Linked DNA regions of Anas platyrhynchos: all the other regions are linked to region 3. A link is a contact called in public Hi-C data. All regions are on one chromosome and are shown on one strand. The core of a region is the stretch at or near the end of the contact, and the rest is flanking DNA. Distances in the headings are between cores, read along the strand shown.

Evidence for each region. Hi-C and Micro-C count contacts between places; a contact is called where the count stands out from the background.
Region 1: a contact with region 3 is called in a Hi-C map of subcutaneous adipose tissue, with 2.7 times the contacts expected there. The contact joins the promoter of LYSMD4 here to the promoter of LRRC28 in region 3. A contact is called at or near these places in 3 of 8 Hi-C or Micro-C datasets (skeletal muscle, small yellow follicle and subcutaneous adipose tissue).
Region 2: a contact with region 3 is called in a Hi-C map of subcutaneous adipose tissue, with 4 times the contacts expected there. The contact joins the enhancer-like site here to the promoter of LRRC28 in region 3. A contact is called at or near these places in 7 of 8 Hi-C or Micro-C datasets (F1 follicle, F5 follicle, liver and 3 more).

Annotation. Positions count from the first base shown.
Region 1 is chr11:21,510,399-21,514,554 of IASCAAS_PekinDuck_T2T, reverse strand. It overlaps LYSMD4 (LysM domain containing 4), which reads left to right and starts at 2,612. Exons shown (of 2, transcript XM_038185095.2): 1 at 2,612-3,037. The coding sequence starts at 2,822.
Region 2 is chr11:21,493,730-21,497,412 of IASCAAS_PekinDuck_T2T, reverse strand. It overlaps MEF2A (myocyte enhancer factor 2A), which reads right to left. Exons shown (of 12, transcript XM_021266620.4): 9 at 3,500-3,523. Among named protein-coding and RNA genes, the nearest start is that of LYSMD4, 16 kb to the left of the region's middle. Within about 2 kb of position 2,237, at least 1 of the 8 cell types and tissues checked has an H3K27ac peak or open chromatin away from gene starts, as enhancers often do. A contact at or near this core is called in subcutaneous adipose tissue, where this site is marked.
Region 3 is chr11:21,320,815-21,324,880 of IASCAAS_PekinDuck_T2T, reverse strand. It overlaps LRRC28 (leucine rich repeat containing 28), which reads right to left and starts at 2,351. Exons shown (of 11, transcript XM_027465896.3): 1 at 2,235-2,351; 2 at 1,540-1,683.

The sequences.
Region 1 (4,156 bases), core at 1,363-3,862, 190 kb before region 3:
ATTTCTGTTACGTTACAGAGGGGAGACACGGATTTTGTGCTTCTTTCCAGATGCCACCACCTAACCTGTCAGCTCGTTCCTGAGGCTGCCAAGTTTCAGCCCAAGACTTTTCGAGGGCAGACAACAGCAGGAGTAGTGCTTGTGCATGGAGTTGCCCGTGGCTGAGTTTGGAACCTGCTGAGCTAGACGAGTGCTTCCAACAGGAGACACCATGGAAAGAGGCAAGGTGTAACAGTGCCAAACATGCACTCAGAGTAACCTCCATAGCTCAATTAGCTATATTAAGTATACACCTATAATGAATTTAATTTCACTGAGGTTTTCTTCCTGGCGTTTTGTGCCTAGTGTACCTAGTTTTTAAACTTGTTGCTGTGTTTATAATTCAATCATGTGTACATAGTTCCCACATAAGCTTAGTCACGCCAGACACCAGGGAGAGTATCATTTCGTTGTATTTGGCTCGTGCTTCTGCCTTTAACACAGGGGGTATCTTCATTGAAATCAGTTGTGCTACGTAAGTCCAAAACCAGAGCAAAGCCTAACATTTGTAAATTATTTGCAATAGAGGCTTCATAATTTTTATAATGCGATGTCCTGAATATGGATGCAGTTAGCTACAGCTGCGTTCCCAGTCTCCCAACAGGAAACATCAAAATAAAGATAGAAAGGAATACTTATTGATATATATATACACACATATATAATGCAGTGATATCAGAAATATCGGTAGATTCCTCTTGCCTCACAGTGATGTATTACAGTCTTCCCCTATAGATGCTAAACTAGACTGGAATAACTGGTTGAAATTAAGAAGTGGATGCTAAAGTATTTCTTCAGCTTGTGGTGTACGTGGTGTCAGGGCTGTAGTTGAGTATTTGTGAGGGTTCCTCCTCCATCTTTTATTGACTGCTCTTCGTTCTACATTTTTCTTGTTAATAGCCCGTGTGGCAGAGGAAATTGGTGAATAATTTAACTCTGTCTTGCTTTTATTAATCTTAAATCATGGGTCAGGTCACAATTAATGGTGGCCCTGGTGATTTATGAATTGCAATCTTCACTCCTACTAGTGCTGGGCTGTTGGAAACCATCAGATGCCAACCTGAGCAGCCGTAGCCCAAACATCAGGTAGCACCAATGTGCAAATGTGGATGTGTGAAACAGCCCATCTGTGGATGAGTGAATTAATTGAATAGCAATACAAAAAACTGCTTTCTCTAAGCTGTATGTTAAGTTACTAGTTTTCCCAAGTGCAGAACTCAGACTATCGCTGAGTGACCTGGAATCCAAATAATAGATTTGATGGCAAAGTACAGAAGGCTGCCTAAAGAGAAACAAAGAAATACACAAGGAATATGTGTGAAATGAAAACACTTCTGAAGGGAGCCTGCAAAAAAACAAAGCAGAAGTGAGGAAGAGAACAGCAACTCTGGGTCTGAGCAAAAAGAGCTTGAAGGAGTCACAGGGACAAGAAAGGAGAGAACCCTATTCCAGTTCATGCTCTTCTGGAAAAGCCAGAACCAAGACCTTCACTGAAGTTGTGATTCTTTATCAGAATGACATTAACCGTGACATTTCCCAGGAAGGAATTTGCGTCCATGTGAATGTTGGCTGGTGCCCAGCGTCACAGCCACTGCCACTTGGGATTAAGGGAAAGACTTTTCAGTTCTGTTGCCCTCTGCATTGACATAAATCAGGAGTAGGAGGATTTCTTTCTGGAGTTCAGGGCACATATGACAATTATGTTGGTTAAATGTGTATAATGACAAAAGCATTCAGCTCTCAGACAGGCTTCAGTTGTTCGTGTCTGTGCAGCTCTCACAACATATCTGTGGACAACAAAAACATCCTAATGCTTGGGCATGACGACATCCCCCATCCAGCTGGCCTGGAGCCAGCGTCAGCTCTCCTACAGAACAGGCAGTTGTTTCTTGGTAAGAACGATTGTGCTCTCCACATTGACCACAGTTTGCATAAATTCAGCTTCAGCAGTGCAGAGGGGCCGTGCTGCTCTGCGCTGTGGGGTTGGGCTGTCCTGCGTGAGCTGCAATGGCTCAGAAAAGGCCGGGGAGCCAGCAAATGCTGCTTGGGAATGACACGAGGCTGAACCTGAGCGGTTACAAACAGAAAGCTCAGTGGAGGACGCTTACACTGAAAAAGCCTGGAGACGGCAGGTAATTCTCTAAGGTGTTTTGGAAAGCCTCCCGTCATGGTGCTTTTTTTTCAGGAAAATGAATCTTTGTTGTGTGAATTAACTCATAGTGGAATAATCCCACTCTGCTAGGAGCAGAATTCTTACAGAGGTGAGAACAGGTATGATATTTTGAGGTAAAATCGGATAGTTTGAAGGCCCGTAGGGCTGAAGGGGCCGGGCAGCGCTGAGGGGACGGCCTCGCATTGCCCCGCCCCCCCCCCGGCCCTGCCTCACCACAGCGCCTCCGTCAGCCCCGGGGCCTCCCGCCAGGGGGCGCTGTCCCTGGAGGCAGAGCCGCGGCCCCTTTAAGCGGCGCCCTCCCGCCGGCCACGTTCCAGCGCTCAACCAAACCCGCTGCCGCTCTGCTCCGCCTCCTCCCATTGGCCGGCTGGCGCTGAGGTCCCGCCTCCCGGCGCTGCGAGCCAATGGGAAGGCGGGGCAGAGGGGCGGTAGGTTGAGGTGCGCGGCGCTGAGGGGAGCCCTGACGGGGCGCTCCCGGCGGGGCGGCGCTGAGGCGATTTGAGGTGCGGGGGGGCTGCGGGGCGCCGCCGGTGCGGCTGTGAGCGGGCTGTGAGCGCCCCGTGAGGCGAGTCGGTACAGAACCCGGCCCTGCCGCAGGTGCCGAGGCCGATGGAGGCCGCCCGCAGCCCCCCCGGCCGCCAGCCCCGCGCCGGGCCCGGCCCCGGCCCTGAGGAGCGGCCCCGAGCCGGGCAGCTGCGGCCCCGCGGCGGGGAGCAGCGGCCCCCAGGGGCTCCCCGCGGCCGGGCGGGGGCCGTGGTGCTGCTGCAGCGAGAGGTGGCGGAGGGCGACAGCCTGAACAAGCTGGCCCTGCAGTACGGCTGCCAGGTGAGAGCTGGGCGGTGGGGGGGGGTCCCCGAGCCTCCCGGCAGCATTGGCCCAGCACGGGTGGGGAGCGGTCGGTGGCCGGGCACGCTGCAGGGGTGGGCTTAGAGGAGCAGAGAAGCCAAAGTCCGGGTCACAGAGCCCCTGTGCTGGCCGGGGTGTGGGTTGGGTTGTTCCCCGCAGCACCCAGAAGCCTGAGCAGTTCGGCCATCAAGAGTGCACGTGCACAGGGAGCTTTCTCCGGAGTTGGAACAGGCTAAAAAACATCAGCTCTGTGCCAAAGGGGTGAGCTTTATGGGAAAAACTCCTGGGAACTTTAATTACCTGATCTGAACATCAGAAATACCCCATTGGTTAGCAGTTAAAGCTGTGTATTTAGAGCCTCCTGTATCTGCCAGCGAGACTGTGATTAAGAAGTTCCATGATGCAAACAGTTGGACAGTGACCTGCTTGGGGGTAATGGCAGAACTGGCTGAACGGCTGCAGCGCTGTTGCAGCCTGTCTTGCTTAATAACAGCTGTGAGGTGCAGCTGAAGCAAGAGGGCTTGGAGGAATTGCGACAATTCCTCCCCTCCCATTCCCTTAGAAACAAAACCAAAACAAAAAAGCCCTCCTGGGCTCCACTGCCGAGCTGATGCTTGTGAGGAAGAGCCTGGTGGGGTTTGAGCGGGCTTTGGCTGGAACCAGTAGAGCAATGAGACCTCAGAGCCATGGCAGATGACTTTGTAGTAAGGCGATGTTCCTCTTTCAGCACCAGCAGCTGCATGGTTATTGCCACTTCCACCAAATCATGGCAGTCCATGAACTCCAAGGATTCTGAACAACTCCTGGTTTATGTCAGGAACCATCCCAGTGTGCCCTGTAATGTAACAGAGGGCTCGGTCCTGCCTCTGCCATCCCCGTCTGTCCACAGAGTCCAGTTGCTCATCTGGTGGGGACAGGGAGCTGATGGGGGCTGGGGTGGCCGTGTTCTCCAGCAGGAGGAATGTCCAACTGCCTCCAATTCCAGAACGCACACTTCTGACCTGCTCTGGTTTAACTAGAGAGAGAAATCCTCATTGCTGGAGATCTGTGTGACCATCTGTGTACCTGCTGGCCCTGACATGGCACAGTGTGGGTGTA
Region 2 (3,683 bases), core at 988-3,487, 170 kb before region 3:
ACGTGCTAATATAAAAATAGCATTTGATTAAAATGTGTTTCTTTGCTTTCTATTTTAGTTAAGAAAATGTACTTCTTATCAGGATAAATTTTCTAAACAAACCAAAACATTTCAAGACTCAACCAAAAATTATCGTGGCTAACAGAAGTTAAAAATTAAGACTCAGTGGTCCCCCTTCTGTGCATGCAGATTTCATCAGTGTTAATTTGAGTTGTAGGACATAAATAAATGCAATATCTTAGTGATACACACAACAATTCTCAGAAGTTCTTAAGTGATTTAAAGAGTTTTAAGCCATATTTTTGAAGAGGATTTAATGCAGATGGCGAGGTGCAGTTCCATTAGAAAAGAGACTCCCACTTTCCAGTTGGTTATCAGATTTTCAAGTTTTAGCTGCCAGCTTTGACACTGTGCTGACTACACCTGTCCTGAAAGGAGATCTTATACATTTCTGTTGATAAGACCTCAGTGATAAAATAATCCTGCCGTTCCCATGGCTCCTGAGAAGCTGGTGAAGTACTTGTTACAAAGCAGATCCCTTTCAAAGCAAACGACATCTGACTTCACACAGAGCAACTATGCTTTTTGACAGGAAAAACAGCTGAACTACATTGTCTCAGATTATCTGTTCTAACTGTAGGCGTGAAGAGTCTGTCTTTGCCACATACTGCAATGAACATCTGTAGCAAACATATCACTCAAATTAAGCTCTTCAACTAAATTTGCTGTTTCGAAAGCCTTACATTAAACATTGCACTGAATACCACCAGACAGAAAGCTGCTCTGTCACAGAAGTCGCGGAGGCAACTTCAAGTGCAGCAATGCCACATTTTGATTTTTGAACAAGAGATGCTTACCCTTACCTACAGAAGGCTTAGTGTCCCTTTGTCTATGCTCTGTATTTCTGCATTCTCAAAGAAGCATTCTTGATTAAGGCAGCTAGATTTCAAATTGCTTAATATGTTTTTAAAGTAAGCCTCCCTCTGTCTCTGAAAAAAGTATTTGCTATAAGAATAGCATTTTTTCATCTCTTTGCTAGAGTTTCATTTCCTAGCTTTAGAAGAATGAAGCTGCTAGGACTTGTTCTCATTTAGGACAGGCACATGAGCATTTCACTATCTGCAGTACTTTTTCTTTTCCCTCCACTCTGATCTTGAGAGAGTGAGCAGCTTTAAAAACTCATGATTCTCTTTATAATAATGGGATGAGCAGGTACAAAAACGTGGCTCTATTCAAATTTAAGCTAAAACTTATGAGGATGAATTGAGGGCTATCAATCCCTGGCTTTTATCCTTCCAGTTTAAAAAAAAAAATCACACACCACAGCTACCATATTAAAATAGGCTACAGTCTTCCACTGGCTACCACCCTCTGATCTGTTTTGTCTGGACGTTGCAGAAAGCCCACCTCTGGGCCTGGTAAGGCTTTGGCATTCGCTCAGCAGATGTACCCACTCTGCTTCACAGGTCCCAGATTTCTAAGCCGAAAGTCACAAAGCAAGTCCCACTGATCTTCTGTGCAATTTATCCTTCTAAATCACTTATGTACTTCTGAAAATCTCCACTAGCCCGAGTTGATCTGGCAGAAAGGTATGTTATTAGAGCAGATTTCTGTCTGTCAGTAATTGACCTTTTTCCAAAGCTTTCTTGGATGGCAGCCTATAAAGTTGGGATTACAGTATAATGGAAAAGTTAGGAGTATACTGGGAAACAATCCAGACCAAAGGATTTCCCCTTGGGATTTTTATTTATTTATTTATTTTGAGTGGCTAATAAAGGTGGTTTTCTGAGGTGGTTTATTTTTAAATAGAATTCCTGAACACTCAGTCAAGCAAGGACACCGAGAAGTACCTACTATTTGTTGTACCTGGGAGTCAGCCAATCCAAGACTTGTGACAGCCTTCAAATTATTATTTTTTTTAAGCTGGTGCAAATAATAGCAGGAACAGGAAGAGCTGGATACCTTCGTTTCCTGCTATGCTACCGGTGCTATCTCTGGTTTTCACGTTCTGTGCTCGGTTCCAACCGCACAGAACGAGCACTCACAGCCATGGTTTGGAACTGCTGTCTAGCGCTAAATTTAGCATCAGAAACGAGCATAATAAGCAAGATTTCAGGTACACTTCGTATTGCTTTGCCATGTTTAAGAGCCTTTAAGAAAGGCATTGCTGGCTTTCCTTTGTGTGCCTTTCCCCTAGCACCAGAGCCCACTGGAGAGCCACTAGAGGGCCCACGCTGCACACACAACCCGCACCTCAGCCCCTCACACCGCCGAGCAATGAGTTTAGCTGGTAGCAAAGCCTTCATTCAACTGCTTTTGAATAATTCCAATTTCTGACATGTATGCAACGCTATTTGATTAAATGTTCCTGTGTTGACTTAAAGCTCTATTTCCTGCCCTGGAAACCAGACATTGCTCTACAGAAGCAAGGATGTGCGTGACAGCTGTTTGGAAGTGCTCAATTAGCAAGTCATTCCGATAAACCTTAAAAACTTCAGTACCACATTTCAAAAATCGTTTCTCCTCGCTTTCTTAAGTCTATCGTTCACATTTAAGGTAAAAATCAACCAACAGCATGCATTTATTAAGAAGTGTATGCAAGTCACTACATATTCCATGCTTTCATGCAATTAGAGCCTCATATTAGCAACAGGTCCATGTTCAAAACCACATCAAATTGTACAATCTGCAGAATTCTTTGTCTGTCTTTACAATTGCACGCTGTTGCAGCACCTTCTGCACGGTTCGTGCTACGGCAGCTAAACAATTTGCAAATTGCTCTAAAAATAAGTTATGAATTATTTCAGCCTTACGTTATTTTCCAGACAGAATGCCAAATGTTAAAACCTTTTGGAAAAAAAAATAAATAGAAAAAAAAAGAATCCCAAGGGTTTCCTTTCAAAAACAGAATCTTTCCACTGGAAAAAGGTAGAATAATTCATTTTGCAATTCTCTACTCCTTTCAGTAAACAGGGAACACCCCTGTGGTTTGATAATCTCACGCAGGATGAAATAATTCCGCACTCCAAAAAGGTGACCTCACCAGCAATGATGTAATCTCCATGAAAATAAGTAATACATGGCTTGTGTTACTATCTGAAGAACTTTATGAGCGAAGCCACTTTCTAAAAATATTTCAATAATTTAGGGAATAAGAGGTTGCTTATTTTTTACAAACAACAACAATAAAGACCATTAAACATCCTATACACATGGACAGTTACTCTGTAAGGCTCTTTTCCAATGTTCCCTCCAAGAAAAACAGAAATTATTTCAGGAAAAAAAGGAAGTTTACAAATAGAAAATGCTAGACTTTGGATGTGTATTCAACTTGAATTGGTCAGGTTTTGAGTTTGATAAAACAAATCTATTTTGGTCTGCTAGCAAGGGAACACTGGAATTCTTTAAAATATTTAATGAAACTACAGTTAAGAAGAACTGTAGTAGAAGAAGTTTTCAGCATCTTGCTCTCTCTCATCAAACAGGAGCCCAAACTCACCAACTCCAATTCATCCTCCTCCGACTGTACTCAGCAAACAAGAGGGATAACAGAGTTACTAAAAATAGCATTGCTTTCAAAAATGAAAGAAAAAGTCATGTTTGTGCTTCTGGATTTTTACTTCATTAATAATGTGAATTTGCCACCTGAATCTGTAAATAATACTACTAAAGTTACAATACGG
Region 3 (4,066 bases), core at 1,102-3,601:
TATTAATACATAAAGTACCCAGAACCTCCACACCACCAGTTATGCCAGAAGCAAGTTTTTGACTATTTTCTGCATAAAGTCTCAGTATTCAGACCAGCACTAACAAGATCTTAAGACATACATAATCACACAATGCTTCTTTTTTCCCTGGTCATTTTCCATTGACGTTTTAGACAGTTTTGTCAAAGCTGACATCACCAAAAACGAAGGAAAAAACCTCTCTCCTAAGCACTACTGACGTTCTACATCTATTCTGTAGAGTTACGAAGAATCCATGTATCTTAAGCAAAATAAACACTTTATCAGAGGACACATGTTTGGATCACTTAAAACAACTTCATGTAGATTTTAAGAAGGACTGACAAAAGGCTACAATAGTTTGCTAAGCTTCTGCATATAAAACTATCAGGAATATTTATGAGTTGCATTTGACGTTGAAGATGGACAGCAAGCATGACCATTTTGAAACAGCATAGCGGAAATTCTACAGCAAGAAAATTTAGTAAGAGCTAGATGTGACTGCAGACTTTCAGCTGTCTTAACTAAAATTAAGAACAGAAAGAACAAGGCATCAAGCTTTAACTGACGTCAAAGCCAAAAACCAAAGTACGAATAAAAGCTAAAAATTAACCTGTATCTGACACCAGACTTTATTTAGCTTCTTCTGCAGATATAGCCAAAATTCTAGTCATTCTTACATTGTGTAGATTTGGGTAAGAGCAACATTCAGTCTTTTCAACTGTCTCAGGACTCAAGAAAACATCATATATCCAGACCATTTATAAATCTAAAGTTGGAGGTTTGCTACAGAGTTGTGTGTATAAATTCATTTACATTAAAAAAAAAAAAAAAAAAAAAGAATTGCAACTGTTTTCCACCAGTAAAGTTTTTCGTTTTAGCTTATTCTTTCACTAAGAGATAGCTCATAACACCTACTGGAAGCTTAAGTATAGGCTTTCTTGTTGATAACCCTATCTGATTATAAGGTAGCCACTGGAAATAAAACTCAGCTGGAGACTGAGAACCGGACCATCCATGTAGACCAAACTACTTGATCAGTTCTAGTATTTCTCTTGATTCGCAGCTAAGTGGCTTTTATCAATGACCTATGCCCTTCTGGAAGAATACAGCAATTTTTTTTTCATTGTGTGACATGCATACTACTAACAACTCGGATGTAATATCCTGCACTCCTCTTCTAGTCCTAAACTATCCCCAATTCAGGAAACACTAAGACCAGTTCTGTAAGCAAAGGTCTAACATTTTCAGAATTCTTTTTAAGATTCCAAAGTATTGGGCTAACTTAGGTTAGGCTAAACAGTTTTCATGAGAAGAAAAATCGCTGTAACAAACAGTTGCCTCTATCGGCTGTCACTTTCAGGAGACAGCATGCAGGTACTGCTGGCCTGTGGCACTAACTATACTGAAGCTCTCTTAGTTCAGCGGGTAGAGGAAACAAACTCCACATCTGTGATCAGCTTTAAAATAACTCAAGGAGGCACATCAGAATTTTTAAGTCTGTGAGCATTTAAGCACTACCTGCTGCTACAGAAGAAACAGTGAAGGAAAGCTCATCCTCCCTGATAAGTATGAAGCAATCTCAGGCACGATGACTGCTTCTGTGGAGATCATGCCTCGCTCCCTGCTTTTTCCATTTAAAAGCATGGCTTTTAGTTTTTATTTCTGCCTTTAAAAGAACAAAATATTAGGTCAGAAAACACACAGACACCCCAAAGCTTTCCGCCTTCTCCATGGATCACATCTCCATGCTCTGAACTTGCCGAGGCTCCACGAACCCCTTGGACCGCGTTTAGCCGTGGACACACAGCTACAGCCCGTGCAAGCCCAGAGCTGCCACCACCACACAGCTCTATTTTGGCTGTTACCCCGAAGGAAAACCCTCCTGGCCGCTTCCACCGGCAGCCAACCCTTTTTATTTATTTTTTTGCCTCTAAATCCCCTTCCCGCACAGGCAGCGGAGCAGAGCCCGGCGGAACAGGCGCCCCCAGCCTCCACAGGGCAGGAGCAGCCGGGCTGAGGCGACTGAGGCCGGGCACAGCGAGGGGTCGGGCCCCCGGCCTCGGCCCGGGGAAGGCTTCGCACCCACACCGCGGAGACAGCGCCGAGCCCGCGCTCTCCGGGGGGCCGGCAGCGGCCGGGGCGGGCAGCGGGGGATCCCCCCGTCCCCACCGCGTCCCGCCCTGCCCCGCTCCCGGCGGCCGGCGGCCACTCACCGGCGGGCGGCGGGCAGCACCTCGGCCCCCTCCGCTCGGGGCCGCCGCCGGCTCCGAGCACCTGAGGGCGGAGCAGGGCGGGCCGCGGCCGCGCGAGAGCGCCGCGCAACTCTCGCGAGACTTCCCCCAGCCGCCCGCTCCCGCCCGCTCTCCCCTCTCAGCCAATCGCAAGGCGTGCCGCTGCGCGGTATCCAATGGGAAGTTCGGTTCTGTCAGGGCTTGGAGGTCCGGCAGCGGCCAATGAGGAGCCGGATCGCCTCAGCGCTTGTCCCGCTTCCTGCTGTGGCGGGGCTGTGAGGGGCAGAGGGAGCCCAGTGGGGGAGCTTGGCTGTGCTGCTGGCTGCCTGGCCGAGCTGTTTAACACACCAGTTATCCCTTCCTAACAGATTTCAAAGGAAAATATCACTTGCAAGAAAAAGTTGTGGCAAAATTCCCTTTCCCCCTCTAAATTTTGTTACAGCTAATGCTACTTTTTCTCTGCTGACAGCAGACGAGACCCTTAGACAACATACCTACGCCCCCCACCTCACATTGTCCCCATTTTTACCTCTGATAGTTGGTCCCGAGGAAACTGAAGCGGGTCTATGCACTGCTCACCTGGTTTTGGTTTTAAATGTACATGTAGAGTCACTCCCAATACTTAAGACCTATCCTTAGGAAGGTCTTTTTGTTATGTCAGTGTTCTAATGCCAGCAAATTCCCTAATGTTCAAAATATTAAACGTTACTGGGTATTAAAAATTCTTAAATTATTGTTTGCTGATTAGGTCCATAAACCGTCGAAAAAAAATAATAATCCCAGTTTCTTTCTATTTCCCACAGACTGGTTAACATAAATTTATTATTATTTTTTCTGCTCACAGCAACAAAGGAGCTACAGAGATGAGAGCAATGCTAAAATGTCTTCGGTTCTGCTCTGTCATGAAAACAAATTCAGCTCTCAGAGTATTTCTGTGGTCATTATAAAACAATTTCCGCGGGGATTCAACATAAACTGCAGAATCAGTTTGCAATCACTGAAACTATTAAAGATTTTGATGATATATATAAAGTACTGGATTTGTCAATATTCCAGGGGAGAATTTTAAAACTGACAATTTTAAATCATAGTTTGTAATGTCTCTCTCTCTCTTTTTTTTTTTTTGTGTGTGTGTGTGTGTGTGTGTGTGTGTATGTGTGTGTGTGTGAGAGACGGTTCCTTCTAGCAGTATTTTAAAATGTCTTCTCACATTTGACAAAAAAGAGTAACATACACGAATCCCTCCAGACTGCTTCTCAGTTAGCAGAAGAGTAGTCTTTGTAGAAAAAGATGAACTGTTCTTTGCCAAGACAAACAAACGAACATCCTCACCCACCTCAACTATATTACATTTTCTTCCTATCTGCTAGGAGATCTCACTCTCTCTCCCGCCTTTCCTCCTGCAGCAGTGACTCAGGATTCTCCATTGTCTTGCAGAGCCTGCAATTGTCACGCTCACTCATTCTCAGTCTGATTTTTTTTTCCTCAACTGATGTGATCACACCTCCCAAGCTTGTGTCATCAAATTCTGTGCTGTGCTTCTAAAAAGCGCTGCTCTCTCCGATCTGAAATCTGATCTTTGAAGCTCTGATCCTGCACAGCACAGGTGTAAAGTCTTGCCTGTGTAGTCACAAGGCTAAAAATGATGAGCAGAACAGGAGCATTGGAATCTGTTCTTCCATTAAGGAGAATGCTTGCCGCATGGTTGCCAAGTCATTCCCATCCCATGAGTGAGACTAGTAGGAAACCCTTCACTAAGTAGATGGGTTCTTTTTCTTTACCATAGTTTAATTCTTAATTTTGTGCTTCTAAGA